Linked DNA regions of Sus scrofa: regions 2 and 3 are each linked to region 1. The links are chromatin contacts, called in public promoter capture Hi-C maps. All regions are on one chromosome and are shown on one strand. The core of a region is the stretch at or near the end of the contact, and the rest is flanking DNA. Distances in the headings are between cores, read along the strand shown. Region 1 holds the start of ORAOV1 (oral cancer-overexpressed protein 1). Region 2 holds the start of LOC110259229 (mas-related G-protein coupled receptor member F). Region 3 holds the start of IGHMBP2 (DNA-binding protein SMUBP-2).

Evidence for each region. Promoter capture Hi-C pulls out the DNA fragments that hold promoters and counts their contacts.
Region 2: a promoter capture Hi-C map of fetal skeletal muscle shows a contact between it and region 1, with 4 times the contacts expected there. The contact joins the promoter of LOC110259229 here to the promoter of ORAOV1 in region 1. A contact is called at or near these places in 1 of 5 promoter capture datasets (fetal skeletal muscle) and 1 of 2 datasets of contacts at active chromatin or transcription factors (skeletal muscle).
Region 3: a promoter capture Hi-C map of liver shows a contact between it and region 1, with 6 times the contacts expected there. The contact joins the promoter of IGHMBP2 here to the promoter of ORAOV1 in region 1. A contact is called at or near these places in 3 of 5 promoter capture datasets (fetal skeletal muscle and liver) and 2 of 2 datasets of contacts at active chromatin or transcription factors (alveolar macrophages and skeletal muscle).

The regions. Positions count from the first base shown.
Region 1 is chr2:3,606,195-3,609,245 of Sscrofa11.1, reverse strand. It overlaps ORAOV1 (oral cancer-overexpressed protein 1), which reads right to left and starts at 1,641. Exons shown (of 5, transcript XM_021082685.1): 1 at 1,465-1,641; 2 at 54-159. The coding sequence starts at 1,514.
Region 2 is chr2:4,122,353-4,125,703 of Sscrofa11.1, reverse strand. LOC110259229 (mas-related G-protein coupled receptor member F) reads right to left here and starts at 1,918. Exons shown (of 4, transcript XM_021082691.1): 1 at 1,726-1,918; 2 at 751-887. It overlaps LOC110259230 (a long non-coding RNA gene), which reads left to right and starts at 2,185. Exons shown (of 3, transcript XR_002341415.1): 1 at 2,185-2,383.
Region 3 is chr2:4,193,114-4,196,359 of Sscrofa11.1, reverse strand. IGHMBP2 (DNA-binding protein SMUBP-2) reads left to right here and starts at 1,661. Exons shown (of 19, transcript XM_021082692.1): 1 at 1,661-1,980. The coding sequence starts at 1,676.

The DNA.
Region 1 (3,051 bases), core at 392-2,891:
CTGGAAACAAAAAGAAAAGGATTCCTTTCTAAGTGGGGGGCGTCCACACTCACCTCTGATCCGATTTTCGCTCCGTGGAACGTGCCATGCTGTCTTCCTTCGATTAGACCCAAGCCACTCCCTTCTTCGTAGCCTTCCTGATAGCCTTCCCCGTGAAACCTGCCCCAGAGAAGGAGCAAAAGTGTGAGCAAATAATCAAAAGAGCACTTTTCCCAGAAAAACGTTTCTCTTCCACCACAACCCAAGACCCAGCAAGACCCGACTCAGAACAGCAGAAAGAGAAGAGAATTCACTCAGGTTCCAAGCCCTGCTCCCTCCCTCCCTCCGTCTTTCCTCTGGCAAATCGCTGAACCTCCCGAAGCCCAGTTCACCTCTTCTATAAGGGGGGCTAAGCCAGAGAGCCCCAAATCTGGCATAACACCAGAGACACACAGGAAAATTCCAAAGATACAAATCCAGGAGCCTCCCCAGTCAGGGCAAGTCTGGAGTCAGGCCCAGGAAATCTACTTTTTGACATTTCTCAGCTGATGAGCCAGCAGCCAGGTCGCCAGCCTCCAGTTCTGTGAGTGGGTGAGCTAGAGTGCTGGGTCAAGGGCTTCAAAGCACTCTGCCACCTATCACAGGGCCTTCTGCCGCATCTCTGGAGACTGGCTGGGAGAAACGCCATCGGATCACCACGAGACGTACCATGACTGTGGGGCCTGTGGTATAATAAAGGCTGTGGCTTTGAGGGCTCAGCAGGGGAACGGACACCAGCAGAACATGCAGCCACCCCAGGGAAAGGAGCTTGTTGGAGTCCCCAGGGAGGAGCGTGTACAGCTCTCCCTTGCCGTTGTGTGGCTCTGGGAGTTGACCTTGCCTCCTGCCCTGAAAGACAGGATGACGGATAAGATCTACTTTACAAGCAGAATTAAAATAGATAAAGGGGTTCAATACTCTGCTCCCTGTCCCATTCACAGCAAGCTCCAGGGAAACGTCAGCGGACGACTGTCTGATGTTCCCTCTCTCTCCCAACTGACATCTACGGATGTCTCTGGCGGGCCGGGCGCTGGAAGACTGCACAAAGCAACCCCCGGCTCCCCCCGGCACGGCCCAAGGGGGAAAGGACGACGCCTGACACATTTATCAGCTTGTCTGTGAATGCTGCCGTATGTCCGACCCCTGAGCAACAAGCGAAAAGGGGCAGCGCCCAGATGGCAAAGCCCGTCCCACCCGCGGCCCCGGCGTCCCTGGAGGGAGGCACTCATTAGGCCGAGCAGATGCGTGGGGCAGCCCCGGGCCGGGGGAGGCGGGTCTGGAGGAGCAGCTGGGCGCTCCCCCGAAAAGCCGATGCGTAAAGGAAAATCAAGGGCACCTCGGGCTCCCGCTCCAGCCGCCTTCAGGACCACTTTGCGCTCCCCCAAGGCCCGAGCGGCCGCGAGCGGCCCGCCAAGCGCGGGAATCCCAGCCAGCCCCGCCACTCACCTCTCATCTGCCATCACGATGGCGTCGAACATGTCCTGAGTCCCGGCCATGGCGGCAGCCGGCCCGCCCTGCCCGTCGGCCCCGCCGCCCTGCGCTACGGCGCAGACCCGGGAAGCTCGGACTCGAGGCCCGGCTGCTGGCAGAGCGAAGCCCACTTCCGGGAACGCCGCGCGGGGCAGGCCGGGTAAGGACGGCGCGCGGGAGGGCTCAACACGCGCCGGCGCGGGGCCAGAGCGCGTGCGCGGCGGCGGCGGCGCAGGGCGGAGCTGAGTCGGGGTGCGGCCCCGCCCCGGGCCCCTTGGCACTGCTCCCAGCTCTCGCTGGGGGCTGCTCTGTCCCCGCCCGGAGCAGCTACCTGCCCGCGGGGACAAGACTCGTGATCTCATTGTAACAAAACCAAGTAGATGCAACCAAACTGCCAAAAACGGCTCGGAATGAACCAGGGAAGAAACGGGAAAAGTTATCAAAGAACCAGCGCCTCCCCAGGTTCCAACAAGGATGCTGTGCCCTTGGGTTTGTGGGGGAGAAGTTCCAGGAAGGGCAGTTCCCGGGATGCAGGCAGCACCCAGGGACGGGGGCCCGGTGCCCCCGCGCTCGCCGACCCCGACCCACAGCCCGGGGCCACCTTCCGGGACGCCGTCAGACTCCCGCCTAAAATGCCACCAAATCCACGTCCGCAGTAATCCAGGGACTGCGGGACCTTCGTCCAAGAAGCGCAGGGCTGACTCGACCCCCGGAGATCTGAAACAGCCGCTGTTGGCAGGGAAACAGCCTGGTGGCCTCGCTGGGAAGGGCATTAGTAAATATTGGCATCCGTTCTTGAAACTTTATAGAGTCTTTTGAAAAAATAAAAGTTTGTGTCTTGATTCTTGAGATTAGTTGTTGTTAAAGCAAAAGCATAATGATTCATAATTCATGAAGAGTCAGAACAGACTCAACGGAAGGGTTTGAGCGACCGGTGCGCTTGCTCAAGCAGCAAGCATACCCCCTTCTCATCCTTTCCATGACAAGATACTTTCTGAACGCGGTTTTTATTTTATTTTATTTTTTTGTCTTTTTGCCATTTCTTGGGCCGCTTCCGTGGCATATGAAGGTTCCCAGGCTAGGGGTCCATTCGGAGCTGTAGCCACCAGCCTACGCTACAGCCACAGCAACTCGGGGATCCCAGCGGCGTCTGCAACCTACACCACAGCTCACGGCAAGGCCGGATCCCTAACCCACTGAGCAAGGCCAGGGATCGAACCTGCAACCTCATGGTTCCTAGTCGGATTCTAACCACTGAGCCACGACGGGAACTCCCCTGAACACGGTTTTTAAAAGGTACTTCAAACTATCAATGACAGTGGAGCATAGATAGGAAATACCAAATGCATTCTGATTAAAATCAGAAGTAAAACAGGATGGCCTTCTTTTTATTTTCTTTTTCTCTTTTTAGGGCTGTTCCCACGGCATATGGAGGTTCCCAGGCTAAGGGTCAAATCAGAGCTGTAGCTGCCAGCCTTCGCCACAAGCCACAGCAACACCAGATCTGAGCCACGTCTGCGACCTACACCACAGCTCACGTCAATGCCAGATCCTTAAGTGAGG
Region 2 (3,351 bases), core at 669-3,168, 520 kb before region 1:
ACCACGCCCAGCTCCAAACCCACCCTGGCCTCTGTCCCCCTCTCCTTGTCCACCTGTGATGTGCCCGAGAGCGCTGTCTCTAAGGTGGGCTTGCGGCTGTCACTTCCCCCAGACATAGAGCAGACCTTCCAGAAGGTCTCATGAATTGTCTTCATCCAACACCAGCACCCCATCAGGCACTGCCCACCCCGGGGGAAGGTGGGATGCAGCTGTCAACCTCCAGTGGCTGATCCCTCGGTGTCCACCCCAGGGCTGGTCCCACAGCTTCCCCGGGCTCAAGCTCCGTGGAAAGAGGGCAGTGTGGTCCGTGTGGATGACAGCAGTGGGAGCCATCACGCCTGGGACACTGTCTGCTGGGTGTTCCCTTCCTGCCCTTCCAGAAAGCACGCTGGCGAGGGTGGGGAGGGAGAGGGGGGGAGCGCCCACCCACAGGGGCCGGAGCAGGAGTTGGAAGCTGAGGACAGCTTGGGGGCCCGACACACCGGAGGGGGACTCGCAAAGCTGCCCCGTGTCCCTGGGACTCCTGGGGCCCTGGAAGTGCTGCATACGGGAGGTCCTTCTCTGGTGGTGACACCACTGCTCTGGGGTCTCAGGGCTCCTGCTTGGGGCCATGTCATTTCTGGGGACCGCCAGACTCAAGGTGCTCACGTCTTTCTCCTTCCCCGCCCTGGCCTTGACCGTGCAGCCCTGGGTCCTGGCCTGCCACCCCCCCTTCCCCCCCGGGGGGCCCTGGGCGCTATGGTGCTCTACCTGCAACTGCTGGCCTGGTCCTCGGGGGCCTCTGCTTCGTGGGCGGATTTCCCCCTGATGCCCACCTCTGGTCGCTGACCACCAGGGCTCGGAGCCTCGGGAAACACGAACTCAGAGCAGAGAAGAGATCTGCCTGCCTGCGGGGGAGGTGGCTTTGGAAGTGTAACCCGCCCCAAACCCAATTCCAGGCCCGGCAGGGGAGGAGGCGGGGAGGGGGAGGAGGAGGAGGGGCTGAGCCGGGGTGAGGCTTTGGGAAGGAATGCCCCACTCGGGAGCCCCCCCAGAGCCCCACTGGGAACTCAGCTCTCTGCCTGGTGATGTCACCCTGGCCCGAGCACTGTGGCCCGAGTCCAGCTATGAATTTGCAGGTCCGCAGGGCTGCCTGGAGAGGGCGCCAGGCTGTCCACCTGCCCAGTGCCTTCCATCGGCCCCTGCTGGGCATTCTTTTGGGGCGGGGGCACAGGCCTGGGAGGGGCGTGTCCCCACCTGGTTGTTTAAATGTACTGAGGGGCTCTGGTAAGGAGAAGCCGGGAGGCCACAGGCTGAGGGCCCCAGGGCTGGGGTGGAGAGGCGGGGGGGGGGACAACTGGATGGACATGCCACCCAGGCGGCACCCCAGTACCCCTTCTACCCCAGGCCCCCTGCGGGCTTCTGGAGCCAGGAATTCCCTTTCCCCAACCCTAATAGCAATCAGATGGCGCAAGTGGAAAATCACAGCGCTGGGGAATTGGCGGGCCATGGTGCCTGGTGCGTGCGCTCAGCAAGAGGATGAGTCAGCCTCCCCCACCCCTGCAGGGACCTGGGGCACGGAGCCAAAGCCTGGGGCGGGGGGTGCAGGGGCCAGGGGATGGTGGGGAGAGGCTTTCCCCTGGGTGGGGGAGCAGGGAAGCCCTCCCTGCCCTGGACCAACTTTCTCATGGCCCGGGGAGCCCAAGGGAATTCTGAGCAGCGCTTTCCCTGCGGAACGCATGGTACCCGGATTGGAGGGGGTTCCTCGGTGAGCATCTTCAGGACCCAGAAATCAGCTGCCTCTGCACCTGCCCTGGAGCTGCAGGCCTCCTGCTGGCCTCCTGCACCTGGAGGAGCCCCATGTCCCCACATCCAATGCGGGTGGGGTTGTTCCGCTGCAGGGTGCAGCTGGGCTCCTGGGGCCTTCGTTTTTAGGGAGGGGAGGGGAGCTGGAGGATGCTGAAGCTCACGGCCACGCCCAAGGCTGAGAGAGGCTGGCTGCAGGCAGCGGTGTGACCCTCCCTCCCCTTCTTCCAGGCCGGCCAGCTGGGGCCCAGCTGGGCTGCTTGTTTACGTGGGGAGGCCAGGGGGGAGAGGGGGAGGCCAATCCGGGCAAGTTCCAAGTGTAATTGCGTTTGGACTCTTAAAAGGAATTGTGTGAAGTGGGCAGCGGACTCTGAAGTCCACCGCCTTATTTGGTATGGAAATCGGTTTCTTTCAAAACTAACTTGAGGTGCTTGTAAACGGGAGAGCCATCCTTTGCCTGGGTTTGCTGTGTCCCATGGCCACCCAGGGTCCTCCCGCCTGGAGGCTGGGTCCTGCGGGGACGGGGAGAGAGCCCCACTGGCCACACTGGGGCTGCCTCTCACCGTGGCTGACTCCGCCTGGATCCCTCATCTGTCAGGTGGGCAAATAATGACTTGCGGAGCTGCAGTGAGTAAGGATCTGGTCCCCGGGGGGGAAGGTTCTTGGTGACCCTAGAATCGTTGTCATTCATTCCCTCCCTCCCTCAGCGAGGCTTAGGGCGACTTGGAGGTGGCCGGCCCCGTGGAGACCGAGACACCATCCTGGCACTTCCGACCCTCCTGTTCCATCCTTATGTTCTTTTTTTTTTTTTTTTTTTTTCTTGTCTTTTTAGGGCTGCACCCGCCGCATATGGAAGTTCCCAGGCTAGAGGTCCAATCGGAGCTGTAGCTGCCGACTTACAGCACAGCCACAGCCACAGCCACGCAGGATCCAAGCTGCATCTGCGACCTACACCATAGCTCATAGCAATGCTGGATCCTTAACCCACGGAGTGAGGCCAGGGATCAAACCTGCGTCCTCACGGATCCTAGTCATATTTGTTTCCACGGAGCCATGACGGGAACTCCTGTCCTTATGTTCTTCTGAGCAGCCACCACCCAGCCATCAGGTGCCCTCCTGCTCCCCTCCCAGTAGAAAGTAGGGACATTTATTTTCAGTGGTCCACTGCCTTGAGCCTCATAAGCGGAATCTGTGGTTTCCCATCCTGTCCCATGCCCCTGACAAAGGTGCAGGCCAGGGAGTTCCCGTTGTGCCTCAGAGGGTTAAGCACCCAACTAGGCTCCATGAGGATGCAGGTTTGATCCCTGGCCCCGCTCAGTGGGTTAAGGATCTGGCATTGCCGTGAGCTCTGGTGTATATCACAGACATGGCTTGGATTTGGTGTCACTGTGGCTGTGGTGTAGGCTGGCAGCTGCAGCTCTGATTTGACCCCTGGCTGGGAACGTCCATATGCCACAGGTTCAGCCATAAAAAGAAAAAAAAAAAAAAAAAGGTGCGGGCCAGGACCCTCCTCTGCTGGGCCCTCCTGTGGTCCCTTGCTGCCCGGCAGCTCCCTGGATGGTGGGT
Region 3 (3,246 bases), core at 412-2,911, 590 kb before region 1:
GTCTGCCTGCGGTTTAGGCCTCGGACCTCACCTCTTCTCATGGCCATTCCTCTGGTGACTGCATCTAGTCAATTACCGCCGATATGCTGGTGACTCTCAAGTCATACCTGCTGCCCGGACTTGGAGGGACAAGTGCCACGTCCAGTTGGTGCCACAAAACGTAACAAAGGCTCCTGATCCCACCCCCATGCCCACACGCTCCCCACCTCACATAATGGCCACGCATCCTTCTGGTTGCTCAGGCCCCAAATCTCAGGCACTTATGGCCCTTCTCTCTCACACCCTTCAGCCAACCCATCAGCAAATGCTTGCCTCTCCTCAACAGATCCAAGCCACCACCACCTCTCACCTGGACCGTGACTAACACCCTTCTCCACACAGGAGCTAGAGCAATCCTGTTACGGCTGAGGCCAGATCGTGCCACTATTCAGCGAAACTCTCCAAGAGCGTCCTGTTTCATTCAGAGAAAAAGCCAAAGTCCTTGCGGTGACTGTGGGGCGGGGGCAGTGCGATCCCCTCTGTCTCTCTCAGCCCCTCTGGTTCACACCACACCTGCCGCTCTGGCTCCTCCCGGAACATGCGAGGCACAAGGGGCTCTGCCTTGACTGCTCTTCCCCTGGACGCCCCCACCCTGGGTATCCCCCAGACTAATTCCCTATTTCTTTTGGGTCTCCATTCAAACACCATCTCAGTAGAGAGGACTTCCCCAATCATCCTATTTAAAATTGAATCTTGGAGTTCCCATCGTGACTCAGTGGAAACGAATCCGACTAGGAACCATGAGGTTGCGGTTCCACCCCTGGCCTCACTCAGAGGGTTAAGGATCCGGTGTTGCCATGAGCTGCGGTGTAGGTCGCAGATACTGCTTGGATCAGAGGTTGCTGTGGCTGTGGTGTAGGCCGGCAGCTGCAGCTCGGATTCAACCCCTAGCCTGGGAACCTCCATGTGCCGCAGGTACGGCCCTAAAAAGAACAAAATAAAACAAGACAAAGACATAACAACAACATCCTATCACATCTAAAAATGGGAACAATTATTTATCAAATAGACACATAGATCCGATAAAAAATATACCTAATCACTCCCTTACATAAATAGACACTCCAACCATTTCCGCAGTGGCTGCGGCAGAGGTCTATAGCGTTTCTCATGAACATTATCTTTTTGAGCTTCATGACAACCCACCGCCTAAAACTCAGCTGTTGCTTGTGCTGAATTGGTTACCATTAGGCAAGAGCTTGTATCGCCTTTTTCCAGATGAGGACAGAGGTTCAGAGTGGTTCACAGCCTGGGGGTAATGGTTACAGCACAGGCTTCGGACCCGGACCGAGCTTTCTGGTTCCGGCCTGCCACCCCCTTGCTGTGTGACCCTGGGTAAGTTACCTGACCACTCTGAGCTCAATTTGCTCCCCTCAACAAAACAGAGCCTGTATGGAAATGGGACAGTTATCGTCAGTATTTAAGCTACTAACTAAAGGAACCAGGATCTGAACCCAGATGTCCCCGACTCCAAAGCCCGCCTATGGTCACTGCATCAAAAAAAGCAATCAACACAGAAGCATCGGGTCGGACACAGACACACGTGAGGAGGGACGGCGGGGCGCCGGGCTCGTCCCGCCTCTTCCCGCCACCTCCCGCCATCCTGTAACCCTAGTCTCACCTGTCCCGGGCCTGGATGTCCTCAGAACGCTGCGGCTGTAAGCAGACACCAGCCGTCCGAAGGTGCCCTGCAGGACGGAGGCCGCCACGGCCGCCGCCATCTTTCTGCAGCCTCGGCCGAGAGCGGAAGCGGAAGCGGCTCGAACCTGGTGCGTCGACGCACCGGGCCCGACCGGAAGCACCGCCCCGCGCAACAGCTGTACCTCGTCGGCTTCGGCCCGGGCCGGGCGGCGCCATGGCCTCGGCGGCGGTGGAGAGCTTCGTGATCAAGCAGTTGGACCTGCTGGAGCTCGAGAGGAGCGCGGAGGTCGAGGAGCGCAGGTACAGCCGCGGCCTGGGCTTCTCGGAGTCGGTCCGTAGGTTCCCCCATCCCCGCCTCGCTCCGACCCCGGGCTGAGCCTCCGGAGGCTCGGCCTGGCCGGGATTTGCTCTCTGGATCCCTGGAACCCCGACCGCGGCTGCGAAGGGGCTCGGCCGCCTCCGGGGTGGAGGCCTCTTCACCTCCCGGGGCAGCCCGTTCCGTCTGGGGGACCCTTAGGAAGCGTTTGTTCTCCACCTGACACCCTCACTGAACTTTGCCTCGGAGGCCCGGCCTCTCTCCCCACTTTCTTCCCCAGCGTGTTCTCAGCCCTCGTCCTTAATTGTCTTCTCTGTAAACGCTGGCGCCTGTTCTGTGCCAGGCCCAGAGCGAGATGGAGACGTTGGTATGGTCACCTGGAGCCGGGGGATGAGCGGAAGGCGCAGATGGGAGCGTAAACAGTTCCCTTCCAGCGTGACGCATGCTGGCGCTGTGCGTGCAGGGGACGGGCGCATCGAGAGCGGGAGGAAGAACAGCTGCCCCTGGGGAGCTTTAGTTCGGGGTCGGCTTCCTGGAGGAGGTGGTCTCTGAGCATGGCCTGCAGAAAAATAGGGGTTACAGTGGAAGCAGGGGAGGAGATTCCTGCAAGAGATGTGGGGAGAGCCGGCAGCCCTGCAGGCCAGGGAGGGAGCTGTGAGAGAGCTGGGCTTGTTTCTGTAGGACTGGAACTTTACCGAGGGCTGTGAAAGCACCGGACGGACTTGAAACCTCATGTCAACTCCGCGCGGTAGATTCCCGTGATTCCCGTTTTTTGTCGAAGGAGACTGAGACAGAGGGGTTGAGTCATTTGCCCAGGGGAACACAGGAAGAGACAGGATTTGAGGTTCAGGCAGGCTGATTCCAGATTTCGAACTCAACCCTTGCACCGCACGAGTGGACAGGGTTCCTTTTAGAGCTTTTTGGTCTTGAGGGTGAGGAGTGTTTGCAGTCCTGTCGGCCTCAGAAGGATCTCGGCTCCATCGGTTTGGGCTGAGTGACTTTGCAGCTTTCGGTGTCTCATGCACAAAATGAGGTGGTCCTCACAGCAGAGCAGAAGAGTGAGGTGGGAGTTCCGGGCCCTGAAAGTCAAGTGCTCAGGACAGTCACGAGTGCAGAGTAAGTGCCGCGGGAAGATGGACGGGCTCAGATGGCGAAGCGTCTTGCGGAGAAGCTCCTGTTCTGTTCTTGTGCGGAGGATGGGCCTCCGGGCCCTTAAGCAGGTCAGGGAGGTAAAGAGATTTGCATTTTCG